Regions from separate parts of the Mus musculus genome. Here region 1 is linked to region 2. Evidence: chromatin contacts called from public HiChIP or PLAC-seq data. All regions are on one chromosome and are shown on one strand. The core of a region is the stretch at or near the end of the contact, and the rest is flanking DNA. Distances in the headings are between cores, read along the strand shown. Region 1 holds the start of Zfp322a (zinc finger protein 322A). Region 2 holds the start of 4933404K08Rik (RIKEN cDNA 4933404K08 gene).

Evidence for each region. HiChIP or PLAC-seq counts read pairs in DNA pulled down with a chosen protein or histone mark.
Region 1: a contact with region 2 is called in an H3K4me3 HiChIP or PLAC-seq map of fetal liver, with 3 times the contacts expected there. The contact joins the promoter of Zfp322a here to the promoter of 4933404K08Rik in region 2. A contact is called at or near these places in 4 of 39 promoter capture datasets (3T3-L1-derived adipocytes, the C10 cell line, embryonic stem cells and 1 more), 8 of 484 Hi-C or Micro-C datasets (8-cell embryo, the G1E-ER4 cell line, embryonic stem cells and 2 more), 9 of 115 datasets of contacts at active chromatin or transcription factors (the NIH/3T3 cell line, the SCID.adh cell line, acute myeloid leukemia and 5 more) and 3 of 9 other capture datasets (adipose tissue, embryonic stem cells and pancreatic islet).

The regions. Positions count from the first base shown.
Region 1 is chr13:23,367,338-23,371,338 of GRCm38.p6, reverse strand. Zfp322a (zinc finger protein 322A) reads left to right here and starts at 2,131. Exons shown (of 5, transcript NM_001111107.2): 1 at 2,131-2,204; 2 at 3,134-3,219. All of the region lies in intron 3 of 4930586N03Rik (RIKEN cDNA 4930586N03 gene), which reads right to left.
Region 2 is chr13:23,276,184-23,280,013 of GRCm38.p6, reverse strand. 4933404K08Rik (RIKEN cDNA 4933404K08 gene) reads right to left here and starts at 1,664. Exons shown (of 4, transcript NR_046038.1): 1 at 1,441-1,664; 2 at 1,005-1,165. It overlaps 4930557F10Rik (RIKEN cDNA 4930557F10 gene), which reads left to right. Exons shown (of 2, transcript NR_126444.1): 2 at 3,606-3,810.

The DNA of each region.
Region 1 (4,001 bases), core at 882-3,381, 91 kb before region 2:
CTCTGTGCTCCCACACCATCTTTTACAACGAAACGGCTGACATCTGCAGTTCATCCTAGAATGTGAGCATGAGACTAGCCAGCTCAGGGCTGAGATGGCCTGTGTATTTGTATTGTATTGTAATGCCAGATGACGTAGAGAATAGCAACGAATGTTCAGAAACTGAGTGCACTAAGTACTCTGCTTGGGCCAATATTTTGACTAAAGTGGCTCAGCACTTATCACACCTTCGTAATGTGCTGTCCAGCACTTCCCCACAATACTCTGAGGTAGCCATAAGTATGGCGGCGGCTCCAGTAATTGATTCTGGTTCAAATCAGCTTCCCGTTATTAAATGTATAAGTCGGCAAGTTAATCTTCCGGTTTACAGTGGCTGTTAAGAGTCTATGCATGGACCTTGGTAGCTCTACCAAGCTAGGCTCAGCTACCTGTCTTCAATTTGTCAAAAAGACAAGCAAGACAAAGCAGTGAAAGCGGTTTACTCAATATGGTCACACTAGGAAGAGGAGTAAGTAAAGGGGTTCAACCACTAACACGACGTTCAGAATATTTTAAAGGTCATGAGATGTGCATAAGTAAGGAGTCCTGGTAGCTACAATCATAAGTAGCCCCACTCATCACAGTCAGGACTGTGTGAAATCCTGCCCTAACTCTCCCACTGGCCAAGGCCCTAGTCCTTTCCTTGTTCTCAGCAGAAGACTCCTATCACAATTCCAATCCTTTGAGTCCATTGTCTCAACACTCTTATAGCTGAAGGGGATGGCATAAACACATACTCTCCTGCAATAACATGTGTACATTTCTTCCTAATATAGCCATACACAGCTCATTCTATAGTGTGATTCGAATTGTGTTTGGTACATCTTACACTAAAAACAGTTAATAAAAAGTTATTTAAATATTAAAATTAGGGCTAGAGAGATGGCTCAGCATTTAAGACCACTTGCTCTTGCTGATGACCCTGGTTCATTTTCCAGCCAGCACTCACATGGTAGCTCATAAACCATGCATTATTCCAGTTCCAGGGGATCTGACATCCTCCTAGAGTGCGCGCGCACACACCACGTGCACATATATGCTGATAAAACACCCATACATAGAAAATAAGTCTAAGAAAAAAAACTTAAATATTTGAATGACACTGGTGGGATTTTTTGTCTTAAAATTTTAATTTAAAATAAGCTGCAGAAATTCTGCAAATTCTGAAAACAGGAATTAGTGAATTCAGAATACATAATTGCCATCCTCAGACCCTAACTCTAGAATTTAACAGCCAATCCAAGTTCTTCTCCAGACCAGAGAATTCTAGTACTCACTTCCCATGTGAGGGTTTTTGTTATATACATGTGTGTATGTGTATAGTATATATATATGTGTGTGTGTGTGTGTGTGTGTGTGTGTGTGTGTATTATATACTTATTATTGTGTATGCCTGTCAGAAGACAACTTTTACGGTTAGTTCTCTCTTTCCGCTTTTGACATTGGTCTCAGAGATCAAATTCAGGTCGCGAGGTTTTATTTAGCAAGAAGCACTCTTTGCTCCTCACTCTCGACAGAAGCCATCTCGCCAGCCTACATACATTTTTTTTTTCAAGTAGGGAAAATATTGACTGTTCTTTTTTGTTTTTTGTTTTTTTTTCTGAATCTGTCTTCAGCCTAGAATCGCAATCAGAAAGGACAGAAATCCTTTCAACACGGTTTCCCCGCAGCTTTCTCCAGCAATAAGGCCACGCCGCCGCTGCCTATTCAAAGCTTCTCATAGTTTGCTGGCATGAGTGACAGCACCAAAGAGCCTTTGTAATTCTCCACTTCTCCGGCTTTTCAAGGTATTTAAAACCGAGTCCGCTGCATCTATCCTTGAGACACTACTCCTAACTCTTGATTTGAACAGCCGTGGAGAAAGAAAACAGAAGTTCAGAGCCGCAGTACCGGGCGCAGGGCACGGTTTCAATTCAGTGGGTACCGGAGCTGCTGCAGTCCCAAATTCCAGGAGCTGAAAAGGTAGTTGTCGGACGCGAAAGAGCCAGGGCGCAGGCGCGCTCAGGTTCCGCCCATTTCGGGAGGTCCGGTGCTTATTGGCCCGGAATCCCGGTGCAGCCCTATGAGGGGTAGTTACGTGCCTCGGGGCGTGGCTACGCCTCCCTGTCCTTGCTGGTGAGAGCGGTTTGTCTTGGCCTTGTGGTGTGCGGGGACCGCTTCTCCAGGTTGGTATCCGGCGGTTGGCTTGCCGACCTCTCAGCATCTCGGCCCACTCTCCTTCCCTAGGAGACCGTGGGACCGAATCGGCCATCGCCGAGTGCTCGGCCCCGGAAGCTCCGGCTTGAGGGTCCAGTCACCGGAAGTGCCGCCCTGGGCGGCGGAGTAAGCGTTCAGCGGGTCCTCGAGGTCCTTGGCCGTGAGAGGGGTCCGGGCCAGGCGCGGCGCCCTTCTTGTCGCTGTCAACGAAAAGTTGGGAGGAGAAACCTGTGAGACTGTCCTGGAGGTAGTAATGGAGCCAGGCTCGAATGCAGTCTGGAGCCTTCCTGAATGTCTAGACAACCATGGGCACTGGGGGGACCCTCCCCCAGCCTTAAGGGCGGAGATTAGTTGAGTTCCCCGGAATCTGCAGAATCTGTTTGCTCAAAGCATTCCATAGTCATTTATTTTTAGCAGCCTTGGTCCTGTGTAACATTGCATTCATGAATCGTATTCCTACAGGTTTTAGTGCACGAGGAATGAATCCTTGATCTCAGAAGTTGAAATAATAATGCGCCTATCAGTCACCTGAGCGTTTGAGGTAGAGGTAGGAGGATAGGGAATTAAAAGCCAGTTTAAGCTGCCTAGCGATTTTGAAGCTAGCCTAAGCTACGTGAGACTCTCCCCGTCTTAACAGCAAGAAAAACAAGGCCCAGGGCTTTGTTCTGAACTTAAAAATCTCTCAGCTAGAAGAATTCTTGTTATTTTGTGTAGAGCAGGTCAGAAAGAAACGGCTTCTTGAAGGAGGAACGGAAACATTAGAATGAGCAAAATTTTGCTGAAGGATGATGTCAGGATTGGAGAGTGCATGGGACATTATTTAAATGGCCTACTGTTAAAAGGAAAAATGTAAGCTTTGCAGTCATGCTCATTCAACATTGCTGCTTTTTTCCTCTAGGAGAGGGAAGAATTAAATATTATGAGTACTTCTGGATTAGAGACCTTGTGGATCTGAAAAAAATAAATCGTTGGGTTCTTGTTAAGGTAAGTGGCATACATCTGTTTCTATATAAATGTGAATTTTGGAGTAGGGATGGGACAAGAAAGAAGGTAAAACATACTTGGGAAAAGGAAAAGGGTCTTTCTGGTGACTAACATAGTGGCCCTTTGATAACCTTTCAGTACACCTATTTTTCTAACAGGCATACACAGCAGATTTGCAACAATTGTCCTTCTTTTGATTTACCATACAAAGAAGGCAGTGTGCCCAATGCTCAGACAGGCTCTAGGATGGATATTTAAACCTGGCTCTGTTACTTAACTGCCTGTGAGTTCTTGTGTAATTAGGTAACTGTCATAGCAACAGGTTTTCTATCAGTAAGATGGTGGTAATATTTGATTTTACAGTGTTCTTGGGAGGATTAAATGTCCATAATCCATGTAATCAATGAAAATTGAGGCAACCCCTGGTCTGAGGCTGTACAGCAAGTATGGTTTTTAAGACAATACGTTAAATACTTACTGTTTGATCATCCCATATATCCTTTAACCGAAAAGAATCTTGAGCTCTGAAGTTTTGTTGCTTAGCCTGTCTATTTGAACTTTTGTCTGCTCTTCGCTTATGAAATGGAGTCTGGTGTTGCTCGTGAAAAAAACAAAACAAAACAAAAACCAGAAGTCCTCCCTTCCTAGGAGGGGTAAAGGAAGCATGTTAGAGACAGTAGCCTGGAGTAAGGATTTGGAGGATGGGTTTGTGTTTGCCAGATGCACATTGGAGACCCAAGGATAATGATACTCCTTTTTCAGTCTGAGACTTGGCTACTTGT
Region 2 (3,830 bases), core at 415-2,914:
TTGTTTGTTTTTCGAGACAGGGTTTCTCTGTGTAGCCCTGGCTGTCCTGGAACTCACTTTGTAGACCAGGCTGGGGTCGAACTCAGAAATCTGCCTGCCTCTGCCTCCCGAGTGCTGGGATTAAAGGCGTGCACCACCACACCCAGTTGAATTACTTGCTTTTAGGAAATAGGCAGCTTTTACTGTCTGGATCTCTGCCTCAGAGTAGTCATCCCTTCTCTTTTCATAGCAGGGGATTGGAGTGTTTGTGAGCTGAGGCTCCCACTGTGTTCCTTTGTTTACATTTCCTGCCCCTGGAGCCCCCACTAGACTCACTCAGCTCTGCTCCTTGAGAAGCCAATTTTCCCTCTTCCTAGACTTAAAACACTCTGTGTGCTCTATCGGAGAATTCCTAAACTAATAGCAGATTCTTGCCTTCCACTTTGCATGTCATCTGTTTCATGTTGCTTTCGCAACCCTGCCTAAGTTCCAGAAATGGGCTGCACTACCAGCCTCCACCTAACTTCCCTTGAATCTATAGATAAAACACACACACACACACACACACACACACACACACACACACACACACACGATGCTCATTTTCTTTTTTTCCTATAGAATAAAGTTTATGTAGAGCATGGGCAGGGGAGTATAGAGGGTAGCAGAGGCAGAGAAAGGCAGGGAGAAGGAGAGAGTAGAGAAGTAGGGTCCATGTGGAGAGAGGGAGTTAGGGAAGGGGAGCAAGGGAGCTAGAAGTAAGAGAGAGGCAAGAGGGTAAGAGGAGGATGCTCATTTTCTTTCTTTTTCTTTTCTTTTCTTTTTTTTTTTTTTTTTTTGGATGCTCATTTTCAACATGCCTTCTGATACAGTTACTGGGTACTACTATCTCCAGCCTGGAAAAGTGTGCCCTTATCAATATTCTTATCTCCGCACGTCTCCACATGCCTTTAGTTGGTTTGTTACATCCCCCACCGCCTGTCTGTAGAAGCAGCCTGTGTGGCCACTCTGTTTCAAGAACTCACGTGGCTAGTCAACTTTTCTCCATCAGAAGCCTGGCAAACTCTTTCTCTCCTCCCTTGTGTTGCAAGACCCGAAGAGCCTTACTTCCAGGATGTCCCACTCACAGAAACAGAGATGGAGATCAATGCAACAAGCAAGATTGATCCAACCCTCTGGGGCCGTCCTGCAATCGGGGCAGAGGCAACCCTGAATCTCCTAAGCACACACTTTTTATACAGTTTAAGGGTAGATTTTAGTAACAGTAAGTGTTGGTTTAAGCCCATTGGTGGCCCGTGCTGACCTTTTCATCCCCCTCTCCCCCCAAAAATGGTAATTAACGTCTCCCTTCCGGAGAGGCCAGTGTTTCATGACCTTCCCTAAGCAGCACTGATGGCCCTGGGTAAGGTGAGGTTTTAGTCACCTGAAGACGGAACTGAAACATTTTTGGTCTGCACCTGCCTTGCTGGTCGGGGCTATCTTGTAAAGCTTGTTTTGTTGGGTCATTCCAAGAAGGGAGTGTTAGTCACAACCTTCTAGTGGAAGATCCCCAGCGTGCTATTCTAGCAAGGTCTGTCTGCAGTCAGAAACATTCCCACAGTTTCTGTCTTTCTTCCTCAGTCTGGCCTATCCTTGTGTGTGGGAAGCCGTTGCAGAGTGGCAGTTACAGAGTGGCAGTTGGCTACAGCTGGCCACCACACATACATAGCCAGTAAAGGTTCTTTTGCCAAGGTGAGGTTTTGAGAATTGACAAAAGTTAACCAATCAGATGAGAGACAAGTTAACCAATCAGATGAGAGACAAGTTAACCAATCAGATGAGAGAGAACGCCTGTCCTAGGCCTATAAAAGCAGCACCAGTTCTGGGCTCGAGGTCTTTTCGCCTCTACAATCAAGCTCTCCCAATAAACGTGTGCAGAAGGATCCTGTTGCAGTGTCGTTCTTCCTGGCCAGTCGAGCGCGTGCGAGACTTGTGGCCAGTAATTGGCCCATGGCGGCTTGATTCCCTGATCAGTAATTGAACCCTGGCCATGTTTGTGAGTGCGCCAAATCCTAACCACTAGACACTCAACACTGTCATGTTCCACACACGTTCCTTATTTTCTAACTCAGTCCTCTTCTGACCTTAGACTCACCCTTGCACAACAAGGGGAAAAGTTCCCCATTGAGCTCCATTTGCCGGAAACATAGTCATGCACAGCCATAGATTACTAACCTGATTTTTGCAGACGTATAGCAAATCTCTCACTCTAGGGCAGTAACTCTGATATCTGAATGTCTCACTACTCTGGTTACAACAATAGAATTAAAAAGAAAACATAGAAGATTTACAATACATTGGTTATGTCAGAAGAGGTTCATTTGTTTTTTCTCTTCAGTTTCTGCATTTCTTCTTTATCATTAAATCATGGTCCATTTTGCCTGTTAGTTTTCTCAGGTTATCTTCCTGCCACATCTGAAAACAGAACAGAACAGAACAGAACAGAACAGAACAGAACAGAACAAAACAAAAAACTCAAGCCAAAAAAACCCAACCTTTAAGTCTCTGATGAGCCTAATTATCAGGAACTCTCTGAGACATGAGGAGTCAGGAATCGATGCAAAAGCAAGAGGAATTTATTGTTCCAGTGTGCTGGGGTTGTCCCAAACCTGAAGGAGAGGTAGCAACCCTGGGTGGCCCATTGGGTGGCGAGTTTTTATATGAGCATCAGCAACTAGGCACAATATGATTGACAGAACAGTGTGCCTTTTTAAACTGAGTGGGTAGGGGCTTAAACAGCCTCTCCCTTCTGGCCTACTTGCTCTCTGACCTGTCTCTTTCAGAAGGGAAGGGGTGCCTATGTGCTTTCTGATTTGTCTCTTCCAGGAGAGGTGGGGTGCCTACGTGCTCAGGGGTCTGGTGGAATTTTCCAACAGCTTTGAACTGATCTCTTCAAACCAAACAATCCTTTCTTATTTCTTGTTTACTTATGGGATATTTACCATTACCCTGCATCTACTATATTCTTCTATAGACCCTTTTTAATACTAATGCCTCATTCCAGCTTTCTTATCACAAACAGAACCGATGGTCTCTTCCTGCTTCCCCATTGGCACAACATTTAGTGACATCCTAAGAATGTGAATTCTGCTTCCCAACAAAATAGTCCCCATTTTTACATATTTAAAAATTCTCCTTCTATACTGGTCCATCTAGCCACAACCTGGCTTTGCTTGGCACATGTATTCTCTCAAAGCTGTGAGAGAATACCTTAGTTCTAATTTCTAATGTTGACTAGGCAGAAATACCAAATTCCTGTATAGGATTAAAGAACACTCTAGAAAGAATACAGAGGGATCAGGAAAAGGATGACAGAACTGGGCAGCACCTGGTTTTGTGTTAAAGGTATGGTGAGTATAGTACAATCTCCACATTATCCATCGGATTGGTTCTATATAATGCTTTTTATGATTACCTACATATTGTGTATATCCCTAAGGACTCCTGTTGGTAACTTTGGCCAACACAAGTTGGCTCAGTGTGATGAACATGTTCTAGGACCTTTAAGAGGTGCAGTCCTTAGGCAATTTGTTGTTGTTCTTAGATGGGAATATAAGACATGATTTTGTCTTTGTCTTTCTGTTTAGAAATGTGATCAAGCACTTTCTTCGCTGCATATACCCAGTGTTGTGGCTGGCACCACTGATCACGGAATCTTCTAAGTGCAGAGCTGATGCCAGGCACCACTTGCATCTCCAGAACTGAGTGCTAAGTAATCATATTTTCTTTATAAAGTTAGTTTGCCTGAAGAATTACATGGTTGACAATAAAAAGCACATTCAAACACCTTCTAATTTAGACTTACTATATAG